Linked DNA regions of Mus musculus: region 2 is linked to region 1. Evidence: chromatin contacts called from public Hi-C data. All regions are on one chromosome and are shown on one strand. Each heading gives the region's core, a stretch centred on a gene start, on an enhancer-like site or on the middle of the called end of the contact. The rest is flanking DNA. Distances are from core to core; before and after follow the strand shown. Region 1 has its middle 13 kb from the start of Gm25401. Region 2 overlaps Mir100hg (Mir100 Mirlet7a-2 Mir125b-1 cluster host gene).

What was found. A called contact is a pair of places that touch in the nucleus more often than the background predicts.
Region 2: a Hi-C map of uterus shows a contact between it and region 1. The contact joins two enhancer-like sites. A contact is called at or near these places in 2 of 39 promoter capture datasets (the 3T3-L1 cell line and embryonic stem cells), 1 of 484 Hi-C or Micro-C datasets (uterus) and 1 of 115 datasets of contacts at active chromatin or transcription factors (embryonic stem cells).

What each region holds. Positions count from the first base shown.
Region 1 is chr9:41,324,408-41,329,551 of GRCm38.p6, forward strand. No RefSeq gene overlaps it. Among named protein-coding and RNA genes, the nearest start is that of Gm25401, 13 kb to the right of the region's middle. Within about 2 kb of position 2,639, at least 122 of the 459 cell types and tissues checked have an H3K27ac peak or open chromatin away from gene starts, as enhancers often do. A contact at or near this core is called in uterus, where this site is marked.
Region 2 is chr9:41,543,457-41,548,600 of GRCm38.p6, forward strand. All of the region lies in intron 4 of Mir100hg (Mir100 Mirlet7a-2 Mir125b-1 cluster host gene), which reads left to right. Among named protein-coding and RNA genes, the nearest start is that of Mirlet7a-2, 9.3 kb to the left of the region's middle. Within about 2 kb of position 2,550, at least 53 of the 459 cell types and tissues checked have an H3K27ac peak or open chromatin away from gene starts, as enhancers often do. A contact at or near this core is called in uterus, where this site is marked.

The DNA.
Region 1 (5,144 bases), core at 1,389-3,888:
TGGCGCCTTGCTAGGTTCCCTTCCCTGCTCACTCTTTACCTCAGCTCCCACAAAAGCTTTGTGTCCTGGGTACTCATGCCCGCTGTGATCCATGAATTACTACATAAAGCTGTCTCTTATCTAAACTTTGATTTCAGGAAGTAGTCAATTGGGGTCTGAAGATGTTAAATAAAAGTGCTCTATATGGATAATTTGCAGATTTTTGGTTGCATGGTATTTTTAGTGCCATGGAACTGCATTCAATTCCACTCTCTTCTTCCTTGAGCGTGAGCCTTCCCTTTTTTTTGAGCATTTCCACTTTGTATGCACATAACCAGCTCTCTTGGTGCTAGCGTTCAAATAATCTTTATTTTACTTAACATCACCACCCACTTTTGTTTTAAGGATTAAACCCAGGGGATATGTATGCTAGACCTCCGCCCTATCATTGAACTATATTCCCAGAACTCTTTTATTTTAGATTTTGAAATTTCAGAACAGAGTCTCACGAAATTGCACAGGCTAGCCTTGACCTTGCCTTGACCTCACTCTTGGAGCTCTTCTGGGATTCCTGATCCTCTTGCTTTAGGCTCTGAGTAGTAGGGATTACAGGCTTATGCCACCATGTCTAACTTAGCCAGTATGCTGTTAGTGATTGCTCTACCTTTTAAAAGTAGTTCTTATCGATCTCTTATTGTGCTTAATGTGCAAATGGCACTTTATGACAGCTTTGTGTAAAGGAGGGAGTGCTGAAGCCATATGGTTTCGTGTTACCTGTGATTTCTGGGATGTGTGAGATATCTCCTCCACAGATTTGGGAAGCAACTTATTGGCTGACATTTGAATCTTGGCAAAGGATTGCTCTAGATGAATTGATTCTTTACAAAAGCTGCCCATGACATCCCATGATTTCCTATCTAAATACAGAGGCTTCTAGGGTGTATCCCAGCCATGCCTTCACGACTATTTCCTAACATGTCTCTGATGTTTTTGACTGAAGAAAAGCATGGCCAACCTCACTCAGGTCTTCGTGTTGCCTAGAACAGGAAACTAGATCCAGAGGTCACACTATGTTATGGAGAGAGAGACACAAACATGGGCCCTGGTGAAGGGGGGTGGAGACGTTGTAGGCTAAGACACTACTACAGGCTGAGGGTCCCTGCCCTTTTTGCTGTGCCATGGGTCCTCTCTGACCTCTACGATGTCTTGCCATGAGGATGGTTCAGCCATTCCAAACTCTCTTTTTCTCTGGCTTAATCTAACATCTGAGAAATCCATTTGCTCTCTTTCTCGTACATATAAACACCTTGCAGTGTGTATGTGTGTTGGGGAGGGGGGCTCAGCTTTTTTCTTCCCTTAGAGAAAGCATGAAAACAAACAAAACAAGTCCCATGTCTGAACACTCCCAAAATTCTCAGAATTACAGAAAAGGAGGCACGTGTGAGTGACTGAATTTGTTCAAGAGCAGGAGGCAAGGAGATGTTTGTGTAACAACAGCCTCAGACAACAGGACCAACCAGAAGCACAGCATGGCTGTGTCATGGCTACAGGCCCTAGGAGAAGCTGGCTTTCTTGTCAGGTTTAGACAGATACCTTTTGTCAATCATGGATCAATGCTGGCCAGGCAAGCTTTGTCTCAGAGGCTTGCGAGGATAATGTTTCTTTGTAAGCGTAGTTTCTTTTGCCCTTTTAAACTCTAATGTCATTGTTTTTCAAACAAAACTCTGTGTGTGCTTTGCTGGAGCTTGCTGGATAAGTAAGCACTGTCATTTAAATGAGTATTTAATGTTATATAACTGTCATTTGGCACTTATAAACGGGAATCTGAAAATATCAGGTGGATAATAAAATAGATTTCAATATCATTCCTCAAAAAGGAAAGTGCCCTCTGTTTTTGTTGTGAATGCTGTCTGAGGCTTCCCTCCCCACGTCCCCTCTTCCCTGAGTAACAATCTTGTCTTCCAAGACCGTCAGAAAAATAGCCTATTTTTAAATTTTTAGACTTTCTGTCTTAGGGAAAGGGAAAATATTGTATGGAAAGCAACAGTGGCAGCCGCAGCAGCAACAACCACAACAATAAGAAATACCTGCCTTACAGTGTCGGCTGAATGCCCACGGATGCAATGCGCATGTTAGACACATCAGGCTAAAATGGATTCTAAGCGTATTCTTAGATTAGATTTAGTTACACAGCATTTTAGAGAGAGGTGACAGGTAAGCTTTCAAAACTGGTAGGCATTTTAGTTCATTGTAGCCAGAAGTTAAAAATAATTGCAATGAATTTTAAGTCACAAGAAAAACCTTCCTTCTGACCTGGCTCCCAGAGCTGGCTGGAGAAAGGCCTTTATCCAGGCATTTGGGACAGCTCTTTCTTTAGAGAAAAAGCCAGCCGTCTGTTTTTCTTCTCTCTGGGGTAGCTGCCATTTCGGACAGGCAGGCACAAAGCCGGGAACATAATCAAGGGCAGAGAAAACTCACCCCATGTTCTATTTGTCATGCTGACCCGCAGGTCATAACCTGAAAGTTTATGGATCAGGGAGACAAGGCCTCCCTGGAAGTCTGTTTTCTGGGCTTTGGCTGATGCTAAGTTCCTGACTTCTGAAAGAGGGGAGGGTGTGGACTTCCAGGGCTAGCCAGTGGGAAGGAAGTAATATTCATTAAGAGTGTCTCATGCAAGCCGCGCAGGCAAGCATGCTCAGTGTAAATTCTCCCGGAGTCTGTCAGCTATGTTTGAACTCAGTCCAGCAGGGCTGCCTTTACTTTTTTTTTTCCCTACCAGGAAGAATGCTCCATTACATTGTGCTTTGCCTCTCTCTCTCTCTCTCTCTCTCTCTCTCTCTCTCTCTCTCTCTCTCTCTCTCTCAGAAGATCAGTAACAATGTTATTTTCTGATCAGTTCAGTAATACAATGCCCTCTGATGTTCACACCAGCATCTCACTGGAGAAGAAAAGAATGTTGTTGGCTACCTGGGACCAGAAGACTTCTTAGGTCAGTAGAAGCTAATCAAGTACTCTCAAGGCTTCCAGAGTCAGGAGTCGTCTTTTCTTAGTAGTTCAGGGAACTGACAGCAATTTAATTGTCTTTTCAACTGGTGGGTGTTCATATACCAATATTTTTTTTCCCACGCGAACTATGGTTTTCTTATGCTAGAGTGATTTTCCAAAAACAGGGAAAGATATATCTTTGGATTAATTTGCATTTGAAAGAAACTTTTTTTTTTTGGTACAGGAGTTTTCTCTTTCTTCTTTCTCTTTCTTCTCTACTGCAAATTATATGTTTTTCAAGTAAATATTGTGGTGAACCGATGTAGCAGTCACAGTCAAATGTGGATGTGGTTTGCATGGCATTAATTCTTGGCAAGGGTGGCTTTCATGAAGTTAGCTTTTGTGCTGCCAAAGATAGAAGGGAGTTAGCTTATTTCTGTCATTGTTTCTGAAACTTTTGGTAGGTTTGGAGGCTGAATTGAGAACCCTTGGGGATGGGGGGGAGGGGGAGAGAGAGAGAGAGAGAGAGAGAGAGAGAGAGAGAGAGAGAGAGAGAGAGAGAGAAGAGCTTTTTTCCTGTTTAATGTGCAAAAAAATGTCTTTTTAAAAAAATATTCAACTCTCTGCTTCTCAGGAACGACTGTATCTTTTTAAGAGTATGTGTAGTGATAAAGTGTAGTTTTGGAGGGAGATAACCAGCAGAAGGCAGAGACAGTTTGTAATGAACAATTTAAATCAAGATCCTCATGGGAACTAGATGCAAGCCAAGAAAAATATCATGTGCTGTGAACTCACTGATTTACTGAGGTTTGCACCTTTAAATCTTTTTTTTTCTTTCTTTCTTTTTTTTTTTTTTTTTGAGAAAGTGGATCCAACTTTAAAGCATTGTTCTGTAACATCAGGTGATGATGATGTCACACTCAGCAGAGCAAGCAAGTGTGCAAAGACAGTTCCTTTAAAAATATCTGAGGGCTGGGCTTAGGAAACTACACGGCTTGAAGGGAGACTGTGTCCTGAGCTATTTTGCAATATTATGCACAAATCTTTAGAGCAAAGGGGAATTTTTTTTTCCTTTTCAAAGCAAAAGGGCAAGTTAAGTATTATTGATTTGTCTGGGATTAAATATTTGCTGGCATCCAGTACATCACAGGCTACCAATATGTAAGTCAGACGTGCCATCTATTCAGGGCACGTAAATGAAAGCTCTTGCATTTTCATAGGGTCAAATACGGCAGCACCAGCTCCTAATTACCCTCTGCTCCCAGGAAGGCCTGAGAGAGGCGGGGCGTGTGGTCAAAGAATGCATGGCCTGTGAGCTGACCTTGTTCTCTTAACTTATGTCTATCTGCTCTTAAGGGGCAGCAGGTGTGGAGAGCTGTGAGTCACAGGACCTCAGGGGAGATCAGGAGGGAGAGGCAGATCCACCCTGGCTGGGACTTATGCCCCCATCCAGTGCTCCAGAGAGGACTTCTGCTCTTGGATCTAGTCCTGGAGCTCTTTGAAAGCTGCATCTGCCTTTCTGTTTCTCCAAGTTAAGGTCGGTCTTCATGGATGGATGGGCTTTGTTTGATGAAGACCATTCTCTAAGGCAACAGTGAGGGTCCTTCAGGCTCCTTTGCTTCCCTCTAACTTATGGCACCTTTCTTGAGTGGTTTGATTGAAGGCGCAGACACTTTCTGGGGTGAAAAAACACAGGTCTTCCTGAAGGTGAGTGTGTGCATATGTGTGTGTGTTTATGTGCATGAATGTGTATGCATGGATGAGTGTGTCCATGTATGGGGGTGCTTGCATGTGGAGGTGTACATGTGCACATGTGTGTATGAGTGTGAGTGAATACATTCTGTGTGTACATGGGTGAGTTTATAAGTATATGTGTAAGTGTGGAAGAGTGTGTGTGAGTGTGTATGTGCCTCTGTAGCCTGGATTCTGAGACCTTGCTTCTTGGAAAGATTTGTATGAGTGGGGTTGTTGGTCTGGGTCAGGAACCTTTCTTATTGTACTGACATGTGATCAATATTTTGGAACTTTCTTCTGACTCTTTTGCCATTACTTACACTACTGCCTTCAGCTTCCTTCCCTCGTCATAACCAATGTTTTGAAGAATAGCACCAAAACTCTTAGAGGTACAAAAATAATCAAAGGCTATGCAATGGAGCAGAGATGGGCCTCCTGGTCGTCAT
Region 2 (5,144 bases), core at 1,300-3,799, 220 kb after region 1:
TGACAACCTGTGCTGGTTGGTTTTGTGTCAACTTAACTCAAGCTAGAATCATCTGAGAGGAGGGAGCCTCAACTGAGAAAATGCTTCTATAAGATTAGGCTGTATACAAGCCTTGTGGGTCATTTTCTTAATTGGTGATACTTGGAGCAGTGACCAGTCTATTATGAGGTGTTCTATCACTGAGCTGGTGGTCCTCAGTTTTATAAAAGAGCAAGCTGAACAAGCCAATAAGCAGCGTCCCTCTGTGGCCGCTACACCAGTTCCTGCCTCCAGCTTCCAGCACTGTTTGAGATCCTGTCCTGACTTCCTTCAATGATAGACTGTGATGTGGAAGTGTAAGTCAAATAAACTCTTTTCACCCCAACTTGTGTTTGATCACAATGTTTCATCACAGCAATGATAACCCTAACTAGGACACTACCTATTAAAATAAAGAAATTATTCTTATTAAAGCTAAAACTGTTCTGAACACAGTTTAACGTTTCTTAAGGCTTGTAAGTAATTCTGAACTTTGTGCATTCTGAGGTCAGCATTATAAAGCTAAATTTATCCCGGAGAGTTGTTTGACATGTAAAAGCGCCAATTTCAGACCTCAGCTTGGCAGAGCACTGTCTCCGTTCAACTTTACCATTTATGTTCTATGGTTCCAGTTGGAAATGCACATGGGTATGATTTTGATGTCTTCTAACAGGCACATGCCAAACGTCATGCTACAAGTGGAACATTACTCTTAACCAATCGACCAACATAGTTCTCAACACAGCAGACACAGTGTCCTGTGACCGTGCATGGTTCTAAGTTTAGCGGGCTCTGTATGTCCTTGCCGGCTCTTCTTTCTTATGTTGTTCTGTGCCTCAGAGGCTCCTTCGTGTACAGTCCCAGCAGTGCCTTTACCCTATTGCTTCTCAATATGCTTAGCCGCAGAAGTCACCAGTAAGAAGTTGGAGGGAAAGTAGAGAATGGAGTTAGGGTTCAGAATTCCTCTGATGGCCTTCTGGAACCAGAAGATGGAACTGGACCTCACTGATGGTGGCCAACCCTGATAGCTCCGGCTTTGGTTCCTCGATGTCTCTTTGTTCCTTTCCTACTCTCTCAGGCACACGGTGCAAGGATTTTCTGCCCTTCACGGTCCTCTGGGTTTCTCTCATCTTTACCCAATTTTTGTAAAGTAATCTTTATGTTAAGATATTCAGATAGGGGAAACTGAGGGAAGTCTGCTTTCCTCCAAACTCTAGTTCACTCTAGGCCAACATAGGCAGGTTAACAGAAGCGCTGCATTTCCAAGTACCGCCACTTTTCATCCCGTAGGAGACAGGGGTGTGGGAGATGATCATGATTGTCTTTCACAAAAACCCTTGTGGGTAGAAAGGGCAGAGACCATATCTGTTGCCTCCCGTTTCATTCCGAGAAAACCCGGCAAAGGGCGAACTCACTGCCCATGGAGAGTTGTATAGAGTTCCCACCAAATCCTCAAATCTGTAATATGCTGAAATGGAATGCAAAGCTTTGCTGTGGATGCAGATTGTGGAAGTCAAGGACCATACTTTTCTCCCATAGCAATTCTAACATAAAGTAATCTCTTTCACTGCTGACACCGGAAGTTCTAACTCAATAAAAATATATTTTCTTCCAGGGCTACCTTGGTTGGTGTTCAGCAAATGGGAATAATGTTTCATAATGTTTGGATCTGTTTTTTTTTTCTTTCTTAATTTATCTTTTGGGTCATTAGGTTATTCCCTACTCCTTGTTAGCTTTTCCTCTGTACACACGTGCCTGTACACATGTGCCTGCAGATATGTTTAGTTTGTATGTGGCTCTTACTGTTTTAGTAATATTGATATGATATGGGTATAATCCTGAAAAGTGGACTCTGTCATCTGTACATGAAATAAGACACTAAGAACTCAGAAAGGAGACGGCTGTCAGAATGGATGTTGCCTTTATTGATTTATGATTCCTATTGTTTCACATCACCCCTTATCACAACACCTTTTTACTGGAGTCCATGAAGAATGGAAAGCAGAAATGGACACTACTTTGCTTTGTAAAACACTACATCGCAACCACACTGTGTTCTATGGTCCCCACTCCCGCTTTGTTAAGGTCGGGTTGGAACGTCTGATTTCTCTGCTTAGTGAAAAAGAACTGAAGAACAGTAGACAAAAACTGAGCCCTTGGCTTTCTTCACTGACAGAATAGTGCTTGCAAGGTTTAAAGAGCAGAGTCTTCACTGTTCATATTTTGCAAACAAGATCATCTTTCCAACAAATGGCGGTGTGTGGAAGGTTAGAGATTCAGATAAGCACAGCTGCTTGATGGTAACTTTACTAGCCCACTTGGGAAGTGACCAAAGCACTATTAGATAAGTTAAAAACCAAAACAGCATGGAAAAAAAACTTTTTTTGCCAACTTCTTCTTCTTGACCTGCTGGCAGAGACCAATGGCTGTGTTCTCTATCTTGAGACTATCTCTTGTGGGCCAGACCGGATGATCTAATAGGTCTTTGTAATCTCAAATACTGTGACTTCTATCCCCAAGTGAACTACATAGTTTGTTTACATAGAAACACTCAGAGACTGAAGGAAATGCACTATGACTCACACTAAGGAAAGCAAGCCAGGGTGACTCAAGTGGCTTTCTTTCTAAATAGAAGTAAATTAAAAGCACAGAGCTTCCCTCCAGCTCCTCTCCAGCATCTTGATAATATGTAGAGTTAGAGCACCAGAGTTCTTTGATAGTGAATTTGTTTTTCTACCACAAGCAAATCGTAAATATGATGTTTTGTGAGACCAATAAACATTTGCTGCCCTTATCAAGACCACTCTTTGATGGTGACTGGTTTAATTGTTTTACTTTCAAGTTGTATCCCAGCCGCTTGGGAAATTTAAAAATGTTAGACAAGATAGAAAAAAATTAAAAATTGCTATAGAAACACAAACCTAATATAAATAAAGTATAACCACTGTTCATTTCAACCTTATTAAGGATTTGTTTCTGTGCTGTGGGCCACATTCATCTAGACAAATGAAACATTGGGAGAAATTATATTTTTAGAAGATTGCTTTTCTATAACTAGGTTGGCAAAAACATTTCTAAGGACTCTCTTTCCTCTGTGTTCTAGAAACATCTTGTAATTTCTCTACCAGATAGTACTTTGAATAGCCTTTTTAGGACTTAAAAAATTACAGCTATTTATGTTGTTGGTTTCGATATGCTCTGTTTTAAAAATCAAATACACTCAAACCTGGCACTTGGCTCCTTTCAAATAGGTGTAGGCAAATCAAGAGATATTGCTTCAGGAAGACTTAAAATTTCTTACCTGGTTTCTTGCTCAATTAACTTTGGGACACAGTGGTTAAAAACTGTAGTCAAGATAGATCTTTAAAAAGGTGGAGGAAAGCAAATCCCAGCATCAGCTTTTAGAACATGCCTCGAAGACAAATGGATAAAACTGTAGTCCATTCTACAGTTTTTCATGTACTTTATAAATATGTGTGCATATTATAATTTGGTGACATAATTATATAATTATGTAATAATATAAATGAATGTATATTGTATATAATAAATATAATCTTAATATATATAATTATGTTGTAAATTGTCTAGGTTTACACCTTTTCATATATATATATATATACATATATATATATATCAATTGTACAGAATAATAGGCTCTATATGATTCTCTCACACATGTGTATAATGTTTCCTGGTTATGGGACAGTATTTGTGGAGGAGGAGGCTGGATGTTGGTTTTTCCTTTTATACCTGCTTACCAATTTATGGTTAAATGATTTCTGTTTGTTCCTAAATGTCACATAATATGAGAAGAAAATACGCTAATAGAAATCAAGATACAGAAATGGTTATGTAGAAAACTAACACTGGGGGTTGCTATATTACAAGCTGCGGTTTCAGATGAAAATAACAATTGCGGAGGATTCTGTCAGAGGTCTTTATGCTTGATCTCCACCATGCGTCCTCTTCATTCCTGGGCCTGATTTATTCCAACACTGAGAAGACAAGCCGTACAAATATTTTCCTTAGTGACACCTATGACTTATTGCCAAAGTGATTTTGTGGCTTATCACTATATTTTAAAAATGTAATTTGGGGGCTAGAGAGACGGCTCAGTGGTTCAGGCACTTGCTGCTTTTCCAAAGGACCCGAGCACCAATGTCAAGTGGTTCACCACCATCTATAACTCCAGCTCCTGAAGACCTGGTACCTCTGGCCTCATAAAATACACAGACTCACATTCAGACACACAACTATACGTAATTAAAAATAATAAAAGTAAACCTGTTTGTTTTCTCAGGCTCTGTATAGTATATACTAAAAGTGTCAGCAAGTCTGTCCCACCCTGTCTGTGTTGCTGTGGACTCTTTTCAAGGTCCCTTCCAATAATGTATTCCATGTGCAATGGAGTATATTGTCCTCGTCCTATACTGTGTGACTTTTTAAAGAGAATATCACCCTCATGAGCAGGACACACCTCAGTTCAGAGTCAGTACCTATTCCACCCGTGACTGTCAATCACTCTCATAGATTATCAATGGATAATCTCACGCCTTGAGATTATCCTAAAACTCAGTCAGCTGAGAACTGATCTTGTGATTGAAGCTGTGTCTGTTTGACCTATTTTGGTCTTCCACACACTAGCTTAAAAAGCCACACTCTTTCTTAGAGCACCATCTCTGTCATTCTCAGTTTTCTTTAGATAACTCCTCCATATTGTATTAAATGATGCTCAGCATGACTGATGCTGGATGGGTTTTGTGATGTCTTCTTCTATAGTATGGACATTATCTTAGTCATCTGACACACAGTAGGTACACAGAAAAGTATTTGTTCACTTAAATATTCTCTCAGTAAGCATTCCCCCCCCCTTTTTTTTTCAAGGGGCCGTAACTGTTAGACATTTCTCCAGCTCTTAGGGCCATCTATTGAATTCTCCTTAATCAAAGCTGTTTTTTATGTACGTTCATAGATGCCTAGTTCAAGGCATTATGTCCAACAATGTACATCTGATTATTTCTTTTATTTACACAATGAAGGATCTGTGCTACTAGAGCATGCGGCTTAGAAAATGGTTTTATCTGACAGTATAAAATCTTGTCTATCATCCACAAACCTTTTAA